Regions from separate parts of the Cricetulus griseus genome. Here region 1 is linked to region 2. A link is a contact called in public Hi-C data. All regions are on one chromosome and are shown on one strand. Each heading gives the region's core, a stretch centred on a gene start, on an enhancer-like site or on the middle of the called end of the contact. The rest is flanking DNA. Distances are from core to core; before and after follow the strand shown.

What was found. A called contact is a pair of places that touch in the nucleus more often than the background predicts.
Region 1: a Hi-C map of the CHO-K1 cell line shows a contact between it and region 2, with 2.1 times the contacts expected there. The contact joins the enhancer-like site here to the promoter of Trib1 in region 2. A contact is called at or near these places in 2 of 8 Hi-C or Micro-C datasets (both in the CHO-K1 cell line).

What each region holds. Positions count from the first base shown.
Region 1 is chr10:27,912,527-27,920,128 of CriGri-PICRH-1.0, forward strand. No RefSeq gene overlaps it. Among named protein-coding and RNA genes, the nearest start is that of Trib1, 75 kb to the right of the region's middle. Within about 2 kb of position 3,190, at least 4 of the 6 cell types and tissues checked have open chromatin away from gene starts, as enhancers often do. A contact at or near this core is called in the CHO-K1 cell line, where this site is marked.
Region 2 is chr10:27,989,599-27,997,494 of CriGri-PICRH-1.0, forward strand. Trib1 (tribbles homolog 1) reads right to left here and starts at 1,562. Exons shown (of 3, transcript XM_027431600.2): 1 at 1,163-1,562. The coding sequence starts at 1,531.

The DNA.
Region 1 (7,602 bases), core at 1,940-4,439, 75 kb before region 2:
GTTCCTTCCCTACCCAGGCACGCCCCACAGTACCCTTGAACGTCCTGAGATTGGTGATGCTCACAGATGTCCCTCTTGACCACACCCAGCCTTATCAATGCCTCTGCAATCATAACTTGCTGTCCTGCATCCCACGTCTGTGCAAGATCCCAGCACCTCTCACAGAAAGAGCCTAGTGAGGCCATTTCAGACACTGCGAGGGAAGAAAAGAAGCCAAGGGCATATGTATTGTGCAAATCCTAGCGGATTCCGATGCGCGTTGAAGCCCTATATTTAGAATTCCTAACAACACAGAAAACTCTTGATAGATTGTGTTGTGATTTTAAAAAGAGGCACGTGAGAGAAAGATGCCATGAAACAGAGCTTGGGTGGAGGGGGTTTTTATTGGGGGGGAAGTGGGGGAGGGGAGACCAGCCTGGGGGGGGACAGGAGTGGCAAAAGAGAAGAGAGAGGTGGGGGGAGTAGAGACAGAGAGACAGGCAGAGAGGCAGAGAGAGAGAAGAAGAGAGAGAGAGAGAGAGAGTGAGGGAGAGAGAGGGAGGGGGAGAGAGAGAGAAGGAGGGAGAGAGAGAAGGAGAGAGAGAAGGAGGGGGAGAGAGAGAGAGATGGGAGATGGGCAGGGCCCTTTTCAAAGGGAACATAGTGAATTGCACAGGTGGTGCTCTTAGTGGCTGCAGCTGAGGGCGCGTCCTGTCAGAACCCCTAGGGCAGGCCAGTGCAGATGCCTGAACACTAACACATAGGACTAGACATGGGAAAATATATCTGAGATGATAATTTCTAAATCCTCCCCCATTTTAACCCGTGGAATGGATACACACCTAGAGATGAATGGATCCTAACTAAAGGGACATGGTTTCCATCCACTGTCTCTAAAGTATCACATATTATACCCCACCTGATATTGGTGGAGCAATAGCAAAAGAAACTAGCTCTAAAACGAGGTAGGTAACGGGTTACCACGGCGTGTCGGGAAATGAACGATCTGCGGGTGAACTGCAAGTCTTCCCTTCCCCCCCTCTCTTCTTTAGCCGCCTGTGCCCACCCACCTCCTCCCATGATGCAGTCATCTAATTTCTCCCCACCCATATTCTCTGTTAACCCTTTTCCTTCGCGCAGGTGTGTGACTACAGATCCCACGAAAGCAAGACTCTATTGCATCCGCGCTTCTGGAGTCAGACACACAATGGGCTTCCAATAGACAATTTGAACGGCCAAGTCCCTCAACAATCCACTTTACTGGAAGGCAAGTTGGCAAAGGAGAGGGGAAAGACAGAATGGAATAAGATGGGATGAGAAGGGGGGACTAGCATTGACGGTGAAAGCCCGAAGGAAGAACTCAACTCCAAGCAGGGCAGCAGATTGGAGCAGTGGCTTTCAACTCTCTTGGCACACTCAACCCCCCTAGGAAGCTTTTAAAGCATGGAATGCCCGTGTCTACCTCCTAGTTTTTAGAATCGGTGATGGTTGGGATGGGACCCAAGCGCCGTGATTTTTCTAGAGGTTTCTATGTGGTCTGGGTTTGTACCCATGAGTGAGGAGTATGCCAGCATTTTCAGTTTACAAAAAGTAAGTTCGCCTCAGGCTGTGAGGCTGATGCCTAGGAGAGACACCAGGTCTGGGACACTACATAATGTAGGGTCACCAGCAGCGGGACCCATATATAAAAAGTACTTCAGCGCATTGCTGTGACAAAATGCATGAGTGGAACTCTTATCTCTTGCCCTCTATGGTCTGTTCTACCATGAGCCGGGCTGGCTGTGCGCTGCGTGCAATGTCTCCTGCACCATAAGGACTGGGCACTCTGAAGTTGCTCTATCTCTGAAGGGAGACAGGCGACTAGGACACCCTAGCACCTCATTCTCCTCAAGACTGATCTCTCCCCCACCCCACCCACATTGTCTTTCTCCAGCTGACCAACTACCAGCAAATCATGACACACCCCTTGCAAAGCCCATTGGGCCTACATCAGTATTCTGCTTCCACAGAGATATAAACACCTCTCCTTGGTCCTTTGAGGCCCCCGCTCCTAGCCAAATCCACGTCAGCTCTTTCGAAAATAAAAGTTATAGTAACTTCACCTACTCTCCCCTGAGCTCTGACTGGTAAGTTGATGCTATGGTAACTCATACTACACAGCAGAGGGCTGCACTTGCTGTGCATTCAGAATGTCCCAGGTATACCACTTTCATCTGTCATCCCATCTGTCAACTCTATGAGGAAGTCACTTTTACCCCCTGAACAAACTCGGGCACACAATCAGCTATAAATGACACACCTATAAACACACAGCCAACAAAGCCAAAATGCCTGGCTGTCAACTCTGGCTTCTCAGGGGCCACTGAGGATTTCTGTGAAGACCTCCTGTGGATGTCTTGGGAGTCTTCCCCCTGTGACGGTAGGTCTGAAACTCACAGGCCCCCTTGCCTCTCACCCTGAGTGAGAATTACAGAAGTCTGTCTCCATGCCTGTCTTCCTCTTGCGTGTGCTCAGCCGGCAGATACCGTTTCCTGATTTTACAGAAGGGAAAGAGCAGCTCTGCTCCGTCTGCAGACTCACTCCAAGACACCATATGGGATTTGAGCCTCAAGTTCATCCCAAAGCCCGGTGGTTCCCAACCACTTCTTCACTCTGCCTCGGTGCTTGGGAAGGCAAGAAGGGCTCTTTTCTGCCAAACAGGTGCCAGAAAGTCTTTCTCAGGCTGTCCACATGAGGAGCCTCTGGGACTTGCAGGTCCAGGGGCTGTGTCACTTGGCTTGAAAGTGTACCCCGTCTCTCCCTCAGTACACACAAGGAGCTGTTGCATATTAGAGTGCAACAGGTCTCCAGCCGAAGCTCGGGTGAGTGACCTAGGTCCCTGCTGTCCAGGCTGCTCAACCCCGGGGACCACACCCAAATACTCTGGAAATCTGTAACTGGCACCCTTGCCCTCCTCCCACGACCTAGGGTGCAGGCGCTGCTGATTCACTTTTAAGAAGCTTTGCTTTGCACAGCGGCATGAGGAAGGACTGTCCCCCCACCACCACCCCACCCCCAGAGCCACGTGTGTTTGCTATGATTCATCCTGTTGCCTGCAACCTTCTCAAAAAGAAAAAAAAAAAAGAAAGAAAGAAATAAGAGTCCTTACGCAACCGGGAGCCTCTGGGAGCCGTGCAGTCCAGGGGCTTCCCCGCTTAGTCACCCTCTGGGCCTAGGTCCACTTCCACGCAGCCACGGGAACTCAGAGGGACAGGCATATGTCCCAAAGAGGAACTGAGCACATTAGCAAACCGGCTGAAAGCCGCCCCTCGGGGTTGGCGAGTGCGATGAGGCAAGAGGGCAGCTGTGCAGATCCTGCGGAATACAAAGTGCACCATCAACAAGATTTCGGGGGGCCCACGAGGGCCCTACCCCGTGCCCTCTGGCCCCGGGCACTCTAGAACTGAAGAGAATGACAAGGATGAGTCCCTGTGTGCAAACCGGGATGTGCGAGCCGGCTTGCTGTACGCCTGGCTAACCCTGCTGTGTGAGCCGGGGCCTGTGGAGGGCCCCCCCACCTGGTGTGGTCCAGGAGGGGCTCCTGCCCCCACTCTGCCTCCAGTGGCTCCTCTTTCTGCTGGAGGCTGACTGTGGGAGCTCAGATCGCACACACTAACCGGCATCCCGGCCTAGACTAGAGTCTTGAAACCACGGCTTGTGCTGGAGCTTTTGGTTTTGTTGCTGTTTTAAAGCAGATGCTGGAGGCTTGGGAAGGATTTACCTCGTCCAACCCCTTACCTCCAATAAAGCTGGACCCGGAGAGAGGGAACACACACCCAGGTCACAGGGCAACATGCTGGGATTGAACTTGGCTGCGGCCTGAAAGGCTGAACGTGACTGGATTCCATCACCTACCTCTAAGTCAGCCTCTCCCTCTCGTCCTCTCTCTCTGCCCACTCTACCCATGTTGCCCAAATGCTGAGAACTCTCCCACCCTCAGGGCCTTTGCACCGTCTTCTCTGCCTTAATTTGAGTCTCATGGCTCTCTCTGCTCTAGTGTCAACTCCTCAGCTACCTTCTCTGACTCCTCTTCTATATGGGAGGCCCTCCTGTGTTCCCTCAGTCTCTCACTGGTGCCTTCTGTGTTCCCTCAATCTCTCACTGCAGGCCTTCAGTGTTCCCTCAGTCTCAAACTGGAGGCCTTCTGTGTCTCCTCAGTCTCTCACTGGTGCCTTCTGTGTTCCCTCAGTCTCTCACTGGAGCCTTCTGTGTTTCCTCAGTCTCTCACTGGTGCCTTCTGTGTCTCCTCAGTCTCTCACTGGAGGCCTTCTGTGTTCCCTCAGTCTCTCACTGGAGGCCGTCTGTGTTCCCTCAGTCTCTCACAGGTGCCTTCTATGTCTCCTCATTCTCTCACTGGTGCCTTCTGTATCTCCTCAGTCTCTCACAGGTTCCTTCTGTATTCCCTCAGTCTCTCACTGGTGCCTCTGTGTCTCCTCAGTCTCTCACTGGTGCCTTCTGTGTCTCCTCAGTCTCTCACTGGTGCTTTCTGTGTCTCTTCAGTCTCTCACTTGTACCTTCTGTGTCTCCTCAGTCTCTCACTGGTGCCTTCTGTGTCTCCTCAGTCTCACTGGAGCCTTCTGTGTCTCCTCAGTCTCTCACTGGTGCCTTCTGTGTCTCTTCAGTCTCTCACTGGTACCTTCTGTGTCTCCTCAGTCTCTCACTGGTGCCTTCTGTGTCTCCTCAGTCTCACTGGAGCCTTCTGTGTCTCCTCAGTCTCTCACTGGTGCCTTTTGTGTTCCCTCAGTCTCTCACGGGTGCCTTCTGTGTTCCCTCAGCCTCTCACTGCAGGCCTTCTGTGTCTCCTCAGTCTCTCACTGCAGGCCTTCTGTGTCTCCTCAGTCTCTCACTGGTGCTTTCTGTGTCTCCCCAGTCTCTCACAGGTGCCTTCTGTGTTCCCTCAGTCTCTCACTGGAGCCTTCTTTGTCTCCTCAGTCCCTCATTGCAGGCCTTCTGTGTCTCGTCAGTCTCTCACTGGTGCCTTCTGTGTCTCCTCAGACTCTCACTGGAGGCCTTCTGTGTCTCCTCAGTCTCTCACTGGTGCCTTCTGTGTCTCCTCAGACTCTCACTGGAGGCCTTCTGTGTCTCCTCAGTCTCTCACTGGAGGCCTTCTGTGTCTCCTCAGTCTCTCACTGCTGCCCTTCTGTGTCCCCCCCAATCTCTCACTTGGCTTTATATTTCCTGTCAGTGCAGTCCAACTATCCATTACATCTTTTGTTGTCATCCAATGGGACCCCTACCCCTGACATAGCTCCCACCTCTGTCCCTGCCCAGTCCCTGTCTCTGCCTCTACCATAGCTCTTCTCCCTACCCCAACCCCTCCTCTGTCCCCTGCCCTTGCCCGAGCCCCATGAGAAGGGGAGTCCTCAGAGGATCTGACTTGGTCTCAGGCTACATGGAGCCCTAGGGCAGCACAGGACCTAGCAACCTCTTCATCTGTGTGTTTGTCCGGTGCTTGGACGACCTGTGCAGTGGTCACACCCATGAGCTGCACCCCAGCCGCTGGCCAGTCCCCAGGGTTACACGTCCCTCTTCAGAGTTCAGCTCACAGACGCCAACACAAAGAACAGAATCCCAGCCAGTTCTCTCTACCAACCGTATCTCTAAACCAAGCCAGAAAACTCGTCCCCGGTGGCACCCCTGGGGATGGTGCTCCCATAATGGTGCTCCCGGCCAAAACCTGTTCAGATGCCTCCCATGTGTACGTCTGTCAGCTACAAAACAACTCCACAAATACACACACAAAAAAAAAAAAAAAAACGGGCGTCCGAATGCTTGGGTCATTCATTTCACATATGAGGCCCCTGGAAGAGGGAAAGACAAGCCGCTGCCACAGACATGAGGACACCCAGATGGCACTCAAAGCCGAGGCTCGGTGAGCACCACTTCCCCAACCTGGATAAAAGATGGAAGCGTTTCCGTGTTTGAAGGGACACAAACCTCCAGCCTTGGCTTACAGAGTTCAATCCAGAAGAGGGTCTGAGCAACCCCCCCCCCACACACACATTTTGGCTTCTCTTCTCTGGAAGCTAACATGAGATAGAGCTGAGGATTCGGAAGTTTATTAAGTTGACCTGATGAGGCAGGCGTGAGAGGTGGGGAGAGGGAACACAGGTCGTGGTGTGGGTTGTTGCAGTCTAGCACATCTTCCAGGACCTTTGGTTCCCAGGCCTCGCTGGCACAGAGCTGAGTGGCCCCTATTGCCAGCCTGCGCTTGCATGGACCCGTCTCCCCACTACCAGTGCCCCGTATCCCAAAGCAGACCACGACTGTGCCCTGGGACACCAAAAGCAAATCCACCCCCCCCCCACACACACACACACACCAGCGGTGTGGCTGGGAGAGAGTCCTCACCTGCCCTGGTGACAGTCTTGACAGTCATCCAAGCGTATTTGTTTAAAAGGAAAAGCCGGCCACCCCACACAGTTGTGACCATCAAAGAGACATGATTATATGTCAGTAATTACTCAGCAACTTCCTGTGACTAAGAGCTGGATTGAGGGCCCTCCACCAGCCACAGCGCGCACAGGGCTCCTAAGTCCCCTTTGCATGGGTGGCTGGCATCTCTCAGACACCATAAAGATCCACGAGGCACCAGGTCATCCAAGGCAAGCCCATGTTCAGTCTCTTACCGGGTCTCTCTGCTCACAGAGGCCCTCACAGAGCCCCGGTGGCCCATTCTCTTCCAGTGGGACAACTTACAACGCCTGTGTCTGCCACTCAGACTCCTGGTTTTGCATTTAAGGACACTAAGGGACAAAAATTAGCCTATAGCTCTCCACGTTGTAGAAGCATCTTGTTTTGTTGGTGGGAAGGGGACAAGCCCCATCGTTTGCAGGGGTTGGCACAAAGCAAAAGGAAAAACACAGAGCCCCTTGTTCACAAAGGAGTGTGGATTTCCACGTGGACACAACGGAGCCAGGGATATCACTCAGGGTACTGTTCTTGTAGGCAGGGCCCTGTGCATATCGCATGACTATAAAGCTGAATACCTGTTCCAGACCCCAGCTCTCCCAGAGACTGGGTGGGCACTCTCAGGAGGACAGCAGTCTTGAATTGCAGATGAACCTAGCCAGGAATGCCACATTGCCACCTCGCCAGCTCTAAAGCGCAGATGAAAGCTGTTGACCCCATCCAGGCCTCAGGTTCTTCCGGTGGCACAAACAGACACTGAGCAAATGTGATGCCTTTATGCTTCACCCGTCGTCAGCTTCCCCTCCAGCTCAAGGAACCAGGGTATCTTGTGCCCGCTTACGGGCACACGTACATACTCTAACCCCCCAACCACTGCCACCATCTTAACCATGATGGTAGCCGCAAACAAATAGCTGGACAAAGTGGGAAACAATGTTCCCGCCATGTACCTGGGGCCAGTGCCTAGTGAGGAAGAAGACTGGACCGGATCAGGCATTGCCAGGGTTGAGCACCGACACCCAGCTCCAAGGAAGGACCAGAAATCCCTAAGGCCCTGGTGCCTTTTTTCTCACCCTGAGCTCATCATGGAAGAAGACGAACAAGGGAGACAAAGGTTGCATGGGGCTGCCACTGACTCACCCCTTCACGGTAGGCAGGTCACTGTTTGAGCAT
Region 2 (7,896 bases), core at 312-2,811:
GTCTCTTTAAGGGCCTTTTGTTCACTCCGGTTACTCATATCCTAGACGCAACTGGAAATGGTGACACACGGGCTGTCACCATCTGGATTCAGCTATTATCTGCTCGGAGGAACTGGAAGGGGTTGCACAATGACCCAGACCCACCCCACCTCTGAGGTGGCTGCTCTGGTACCAACTGGGGGGGGGAATCCCTCTGCTGCTCTCTCCTCCCGCCCCACCCACCCCTCCACACAAGTTTCTCTTCCAAAACTGCTCTCATCCACCAAGAAAAAAAGGTTTTTTCCCCCCCTCTGGGCTTGACCACGCATCTGAGATTTCACGCGAGTAGACAGTAGGTGGCACCAGCAAGCGGGGAGAGGGGAGTTCAGGTGAGCTGCTGAAAACCCAGGAGCCACTCTTAACTCCAGGGGAATGAAAGCAGTCGGTGGGGGCTCTCGGTGGACCAGGGTGTGAGCGTCGCGCTCACCAAGCACAGACCGTCCACGGCTCCGCGCTCTCCAGGAGAGCCGGGCCATCCCCTATGGAGTTGTACTCCCCCTAAGGTTGCAATAAAAACTGGCGGACGCAAACTACAGCGAGTGGAAGCGAGAGCCCCTGGGAGCTCCTCAACACTCTTCTCAATCAGGCCTGGAGCCCCTCCCAGGCTTAAACCCCCGCAGGCCCGCGACTCCCTGGGGTGGGCTGTATTCTGGTTCCAGCCAGAACCCCCTGGGTAGAAGCCGGACACCGTGTCTGCAGAGCCTGTGCCGCGAACGTCCGGCTGAGAGCCTGCCAGCTGCTCCAAGCCGGGAGGAGGCACCCACTGCAGGGCGTCCGTCCAGGGCAGGGGGAGGAGGGGGGGATGAGAGCAGGGCAATGGCATGGCCCTGGAATCCATTGCAATTCCAAACTTAAATGGGACGCCACGCGCTAGCCACACTTGAGCGCCAAAGAAAAAAAGCACCGAGATGAACCCCTCCACTTGCCCTAGACCGCGGGTCCCTCAGCAGAACACTCCACAGGAAAGCCCTCAGGGGCGAAGCTGACCAAAACGCCCTCTTGATCCGACTTTTCAAAGCCCTTCCTTAGCGGCTCTGCCAACCCCAAAGCTCCGGCCGGGGCGCGATCCGGGGTAGCCAAGCCCTCGTGCCAGGCCCGCAGCCCTGGCCCCCGGGATGCTTACCTTGCAGCGCAGCTCGCGGCCGGTGTGGATGCACAGCGCCCGGGACACATGCTCGCGCTCGGCTAGGGGCAGCAGCAGGTAGTCGGCGATGCGGCTGGGCCCGGGTGCGCTCGCACAGCTGCCGCCGCCGCCGGTCCCCTGAGCGGAGGGCGGAGGCTGCGGGCTGCAGGGCGAGCCCGGGGGACTGAGGTAGTCGGGGGGGCTCGAGCACTCGGAGAGGCGCGGACACTTGGCCGCCACGGCCGCCGCGTCGTCCGCGTCCAGCAGCCGTTTGGCCGGGGTAGCCCGGGCGGCCGGGAAGAGCAGAGCCGGAGCCGAGCGGGGCTGCGAGGCGCCGCCGAGTGCAAAGCGCACGGGACCGACCCGCATCGCGGCCCTGGCCGGAGCGGCCCCGGCTTTGGAAATCCCGGGCTCGGCGCTGCGATTCCTTCCAGCCCTCGGGATGCCGTTGGCAGACGGAGCTCCGATCGGTCCCCGAGAGGTGCGCGACGACAGCCGTTCCCGGACGCCGGCGTCTTCCACACGAGGACCACGCTGGCCACGCGTCCGGGCTGGGGAGGGAGGCCACCCGGGGTCCCCAGACTCCCGCGGCCACCAGGTCTGGGCGCCTCGCGGGCGGCGGCGGCGGCGATCGGGGCCGCTATTGTTGCCGACGCTGGGGGCTGAGTCCCGGGACGGGGAGGCGGCCCGGCTTCCCCGGCTTCCCCGGGTTCCGGGGCGCTGGAGTCTGGAGGATCGGATTCCGCAGGCTCGGTGGCTTCCCGGAGCCAAGGCACTCACTTCCAAAAGCAATTAAGTGGGGAGTAGAAGCCGGCACAACTTTGCCGCGCCGCTCGGGATCCTGCGCGCTCCGGGAGTGCGAGCGGGCGGGCGGGCGGTGGAGCGTGCGAGCCGCGCTCAGAGAGAGAGTGGCTGGATGTGAGTGTGTGCGCCGCACTGATGCCGGCCTGTGCGCTCCTTCTCCTTTTCCTCCACCTCCTCCGCCTCCCGGTGACTCACGCTGTATACACACACACACACTCACACTCACACACACACTCACACACACACTCACAGGCCGGGCTGTGTAAACAGTTGGGAAGCCGGGTTGTGCAATGAGGTGGCTGCGACGACTCCAGCCCCGTCGCCCCGGCTCACAGTCACCGGAGCGGAGGGAGGAGACTGGGGAGGGGAGGGGGGGAAGGAGGGGTGATGGAGTGGGAAGCGGGGGACAGCGGGGGTGGCCGGAGGCCCGGGGATGCTCCCGACTGCGCGCGCCTGGGCGCAGGTGGGAACGTCCGTCCGTCCGTCCGGGGCCGTCTTGGGCGCGCGCGCAGGCATGCACGCTTGCACGCTTGCACGCTTGCACGCGCCCCCCGGGGCTAGGCTGGGCGGCAGGCTGCGCGCACCCGAGCGCTGGCCCCGCGGGCTCGGCGGCCCGGAGCCGAAGGAGGGGGGCGGAGGAGAAGCTCCCGTGACGTCAGGGTCCCGGGGAAGTGGGCGGGGCTGGGCGGGGGCGAGGCGGCCGCTGATTGGCGCGCGCGCACCATTCACACAACACAATGGAGTGCGAGCTCCCGGCCGGCGCGCGGCTCCCCTCCGTCCGGGCTCGGCGGGAGCCGCTGGCTGCAGCCCCGGTGGGGACGTCCCCCGTGGCTCTTGCACTCCGGGAGCTCCCGGTGGAGCTGCGGGCGCCGCCGAGTCGCGGCTGCAGCCCGGAGGAAGGGGCGAGAGGGAAGGTGATGCATTCCATTTGCAGTCATTCACCACCACCCCACCCCACCCCCCCACGCGGTAGTTCCGGGGAAAGACCTGTGCGTGGTAGTGAGTGTGGCTTTTTTTTTTTTCTCTCTCTCTCCCCCTTCCTTTTCCTGCCTCCTCCCGGCTCTAATCCCCAGCGTCTGTTCGCTTCCACAAATAGAACCTTCTGTTGGATGAAATAAAAGCAAACACTGGGCCTTCTGCTCTGCCTCCACCTCCACGCCCCTCCCGCTCGCCCGCTCGCCCGCCCCGATTTGCACGGAAATAGCTTCTTCTCCAGGCTCCTGGGCCGCCCCTTCGCGGTGACTCGCAGAAAGAGCTTCCTGAGCTCCGGCCGGTGGGAAACAAAGGATGTGGGGAACTGGCGGAAGGGGCCCACGTGGCAGCCGCCAGATTCCTGTCTCCTCCCGCCTCCGTCCACGCCCTAGGTAGGGTCTAGGGCGCCAGAGCGGTCCAGGGTATTGGAGTACCGGTCATTGGATCCACCGCCAGGGGTAGACACTACACTACCTGCACCCGGACAAGGTCGCGTGTGCGCGTTCGTGCAGCCTGAGTTGGGTGCCCTTGGAACTGGCTTACCCTGCTCTGGAAGCTGCTTTGCAGTCACATTTTGTGTTGTTAGGGTTTCTGTCCCCTCCCACCCCCACCCCCCCTTTCGCAAACCAGGTCAGTTTGGAGTCCCTGGATCCTCACTCAGCACAGATACCTATTATCAAAATCCTTGTGCTTATGCTGAATAATTAATTTTCTAAAACCAGGTCAAGCCCAAGAATAAATCCTTTTCATTATTAATTCTCCAGCCATTCAACAAACGCTAATTAAGCATCTCCAAGGGCTAGACGCTGGGGATTAGACAACTTAAATTGAACCGGTAATGCTGGGATGGGGTGGGGGGAACAGGCTCCTTGTTCTTAGCGCTTTGCACACCTTGCTACACTTTGGTTCTGTGCTCACTTCACAGGGTTACTTTTTGCCCCAAGAAAGAAACGGAAGCCTAGAACTTGCTGTGTCTCCTTGAAAGGCTGTCTCCCGAGTCTCCTTCCAAGGCTAAGTGCTAACAGCACGCAAGGAGTCTCCGAAGAGACTACATTTGTGAGACTACAATTTGCATAGAAAGGAACCATTAGGGGGACCTCCATCTGCAACACCCTGGACCTGGGTTAGGAGAGCTGTTAAGAGGAGAGCTATGAACAGTGGCTGGCCAGGAGGGCTAGCCAAGAAGGACAGGGCAGCTCCCAGGAAGGCAGGGAGCTGATCTTCACAGGTTGTTGGGAGCTAGTATGTTTAAGAAATTTCTCAGCCGGGCGTTGGTGGCGCCCGCCTTTCATCCCAGCACTCGGGAGGCAGAGGCAGGTGGATCTCTGTGAGTTCGAGGCCAGCCTGGTCTCCAGAGCGAGTGCCAGGATAGGCTCCAAAGCTACACAGAGAAACCCTGTCTCGAAAAACAAACAAACAAAAAGTTTCTCTAAACCTGGAGGTGGTGGTGCAGGCCTTTAATCCAAGCACTCAGGAGGCAGAGTCAGGTGGATCTCTGAGTTCTACAGAGCCAGTTCATCGTAACCCGTTTACATCACCAAAGACCACCATTGTTTCAGGACACCTCAGCTAAACACTGAGATGATCTTCACAAACTCACTTTCTCGAGCTCTCTTAGCGCTTTGCACACCTTGCTACACTTTGGTGGGAGCCTCTGGAAGACCAGGAGCAGGTGGGAGGCAGAGGAGAGTTACCAGGAGCTTCCCACATCTACCCTTCTCTTTGAGACTGGACTCTCCTCCCTGGTTGCCGCAAGGGCATAGCAGAAGCTCTTTCGGGAACCGCCTTGACAATCTTCACACTGGCCATCCTCACATCCAGTGACTATCTCTGGTGGAAGGATGATGGCCGGGTCCTCTTGCCAGGGCCTCTGCATTTCCAGTTTCCAAGCCCCCAGCTGGAGGCCATGGAATTCTTCTTAGATTGCAGTGAGCCCAGCTACTCCTCCTGCCCCAGCTACTCCTCCTGCCCCAGCTACTCCTCCTGCCCCATCCAGCTCCTTCCCTGCCTTCCACTTCCTGCCTTCTGTTTCTCATTTCCAAATGAGTAGCTCCTGGGGACCCCAGTCCATGGCACCCTCTCTTCATAAGCCCAGCTCACTGTAAGGATTCTGGCTCCTGGGATCAGGTGATACCACCTTGTCTCCTAGTCCTCGAGTGACAGTGACTTCCTGTTGTTAAATTCTGAGTCACCCTCAGCCCTATGCTTTGTTCTGTTTTATTCCTGCTTTTCCAATACCTTTGGAACCAGTTCCCCCTATTAAATTCTTTGTAGCAAACTCGTTGACCTGGAGTCTGTTTCCTTGTGTAGCCCCTTCTCTTTCTCTGCCTGCCCCCCAACTTAGTGCAAGGCTGTATGCTGGATTCCTACAGTGAGCTTCTGAGCCATGAAACCACCCTTTCAGACAACAGCAAATACCTACTATGTGTCGGGGTACCTACTAAGTGCTGCGGTTACAGGTGCACACACAAAGTCAAGCTGCCCTCTATTCCCTTAATTCATTTTTTTTTTTTCAAATGCACAACTATACCTGGTGAAACGTAAACCTGATCACATCAAGCCCTGGCCTGCCCCTGAAGGACTCAGAGAAAATCCACACCCCAGACTAGAAAAGTAGACCTTCATTCAGGTCCGGCTTCATTCTCAAGACTGTCTTTCTCGTCTCCTGGTCTCCTGTCCTACCCGTGCCAGGTCCTGGCAGGGCCCCAAACACACCTGCCAATTCACACCTCTGCACAGTTGCCCCTAACAGCCCCTCCCACCGGACTCTTTCTTCTCCCTCTGCCAAGCTAATGGGCTCCCACTCATCCCCAGCACCTGCAGTGAGGAGGTGTGAACGGCATCCAAGTGCAACGAAGTCACACCTTCTGTGGTGCTTCCCACTGAGCTGCGCTCCCAGGAAAGGGAGGTCAAACCTTACTCACTCTAGTGGCAGCTCAAGATCTCTCACTTAAGAGGGGTCCCACAAGTGGCCATGGATTGTGGGTCACCCACAGGGACTGCAAGCGACAAGAGACTGTGGGGGGGGAAAAAAAAAAACAACATTCAGGCAGGGACAGGGCTGGAGACTCCACGGCACATGGAAGACAACAGGCTGTAGATGGCCCAAGAAAGCAGGAACTTAAGCTCTGAAGCTATGTGTGCAGGAGTGGACACACATACCACTGGCTGAGCGAGCCGCCATCTGGTAGGACAGGAGACAAGGGAGAGAGGTTGTCTTGATTTGGTCCTGAGGCTTTCTTTGATGCCAAGTCTGGACTGAACTTGCCTCCGGCTTCTCAGGCCCTGACCAGACAAGCCAACTGCTCCTTTTGTACCTTGATTGCCTCACCTATGAAAAGGGTATAAGAAAGATTTGCTTTTCTTTCCCTGCAAGGGAAAGAAATAGATACAATTATGAAAAGTGCTTTAGGGTAATTGGCTTGTACGTGAACATGAGGTGACCGGGATTATTAAGGCTTGCCATAGGCCAGAACTCAAAAGGCCTTTGCATGAAAACCCAAGACAATGAATAGAAGTAATTCTTCTCTTATAGGATGCAAGCAGGAAGTAATTCTTCCCGGTTAAATGGTGATGTTGGCTCTGTAACAACGTCTGCCACATGGTGTTACTTGCCAACTCCCCTGGTACACTGGCAATGTGAGGCAGAAGCCAGAATCATCGCTGATTTGGGGTAGGGGTGTGAGTGTGAGCACTTGTCCCGCAGAGCCTCAGCAGAGTGCTAAGTTGACACCTGGTGCTCAGGACTGGTTGAGTTGGAGGGGAGGTTGATTTAGCTCTGACTTTTCAGGAACTTGCACATTGCACAACACAGGGAAGCCCTATTGATTTTTCTGGATGAGGCTGAGCTGCTGATCTGCTCAGGCTTAATCCATTCCGGGGAGTGAAAAGGGAGGTGTGCACCCCCGATGCTGGAGGGTTCTGGGTGCCCCTGCATCGAGACACCCGGAGCCCCATTTGTACCTCCATGCTGTGATGGGATAATCATTTCGTACACTGTGACGATGTGTCCTTAAGGTGCCTCATGATTGGTTTAATAAAGAGCCGAATGGCCAATAGCTAGGCAGGAAAAAATAGGCGGGACTTCTGGGCAGAGAGAGGAGCTCAGGGTGAGTCAGAGACACCAGTGAGATGCAGAGGAGGTAGAAGTAAAAAGCCATGGGGCAGAACATAGATTATTAGAAACAGGTTAATATAAGTTATAAGAGCTAGTTGGGAACAAGCCCTAAGCTAAAGGCCAAGCTCTCATAATCAATAAGTTCTGTCATTATTTGCGGGCTGGTGGTCCCAAAAGGAAGTCGGACTACACCCTGCTTCTCCGCACACAAGGCATTCCAGCCCACAGCAGTTGTGCACAGGCACACTGTATTCTCTAAACCCAAGTTCCAGAGGAGGAATGGTAAACTTTGGGCGCTGTTTGGGGAAGACGATATTTCAAAAGCTGGGACAGAAATAGACATGTATTACGGTGCTACCATGTGCCAGACCCTTTCCTATTGTTTGATGTACAAAGAATCTTAGAAAAGGCTACCAGCCTCTGAATGGACGCAGGAACAGGCTAAGAGAGAAGCCAAGTAACCCGTGTAGCATCGAGCATCTGGAAGGTGGCTCTGCTAGAATTAGACCCCGGCTGGAAAGTCCCAGCTATGATTTTCTTTTTCTACTTTAGGTACCATTCCTCTCTCCAAATGAAGAGAAACATATTTGTCTTGAGACATTGTCTTACTACATTGCCTGGGTTGGCCTTGAACTTCTGGGTTCAAGTGATCATTCCGGCCTCAGGCTCCTGAGTAGCCGGGACTATGGATATGCACCAGTACTCCCAACTAACGAAGAAGAATTCTGTCCAAACACTTATTTATTATAAGAGCAGGGATCTTCCCAGGCCTTTTCCAGGTTACTGGAGCAGGTGGACAAGAAGACAAGTGGGGCTTCTGGTCTGTGACCGTGTCTCCTCC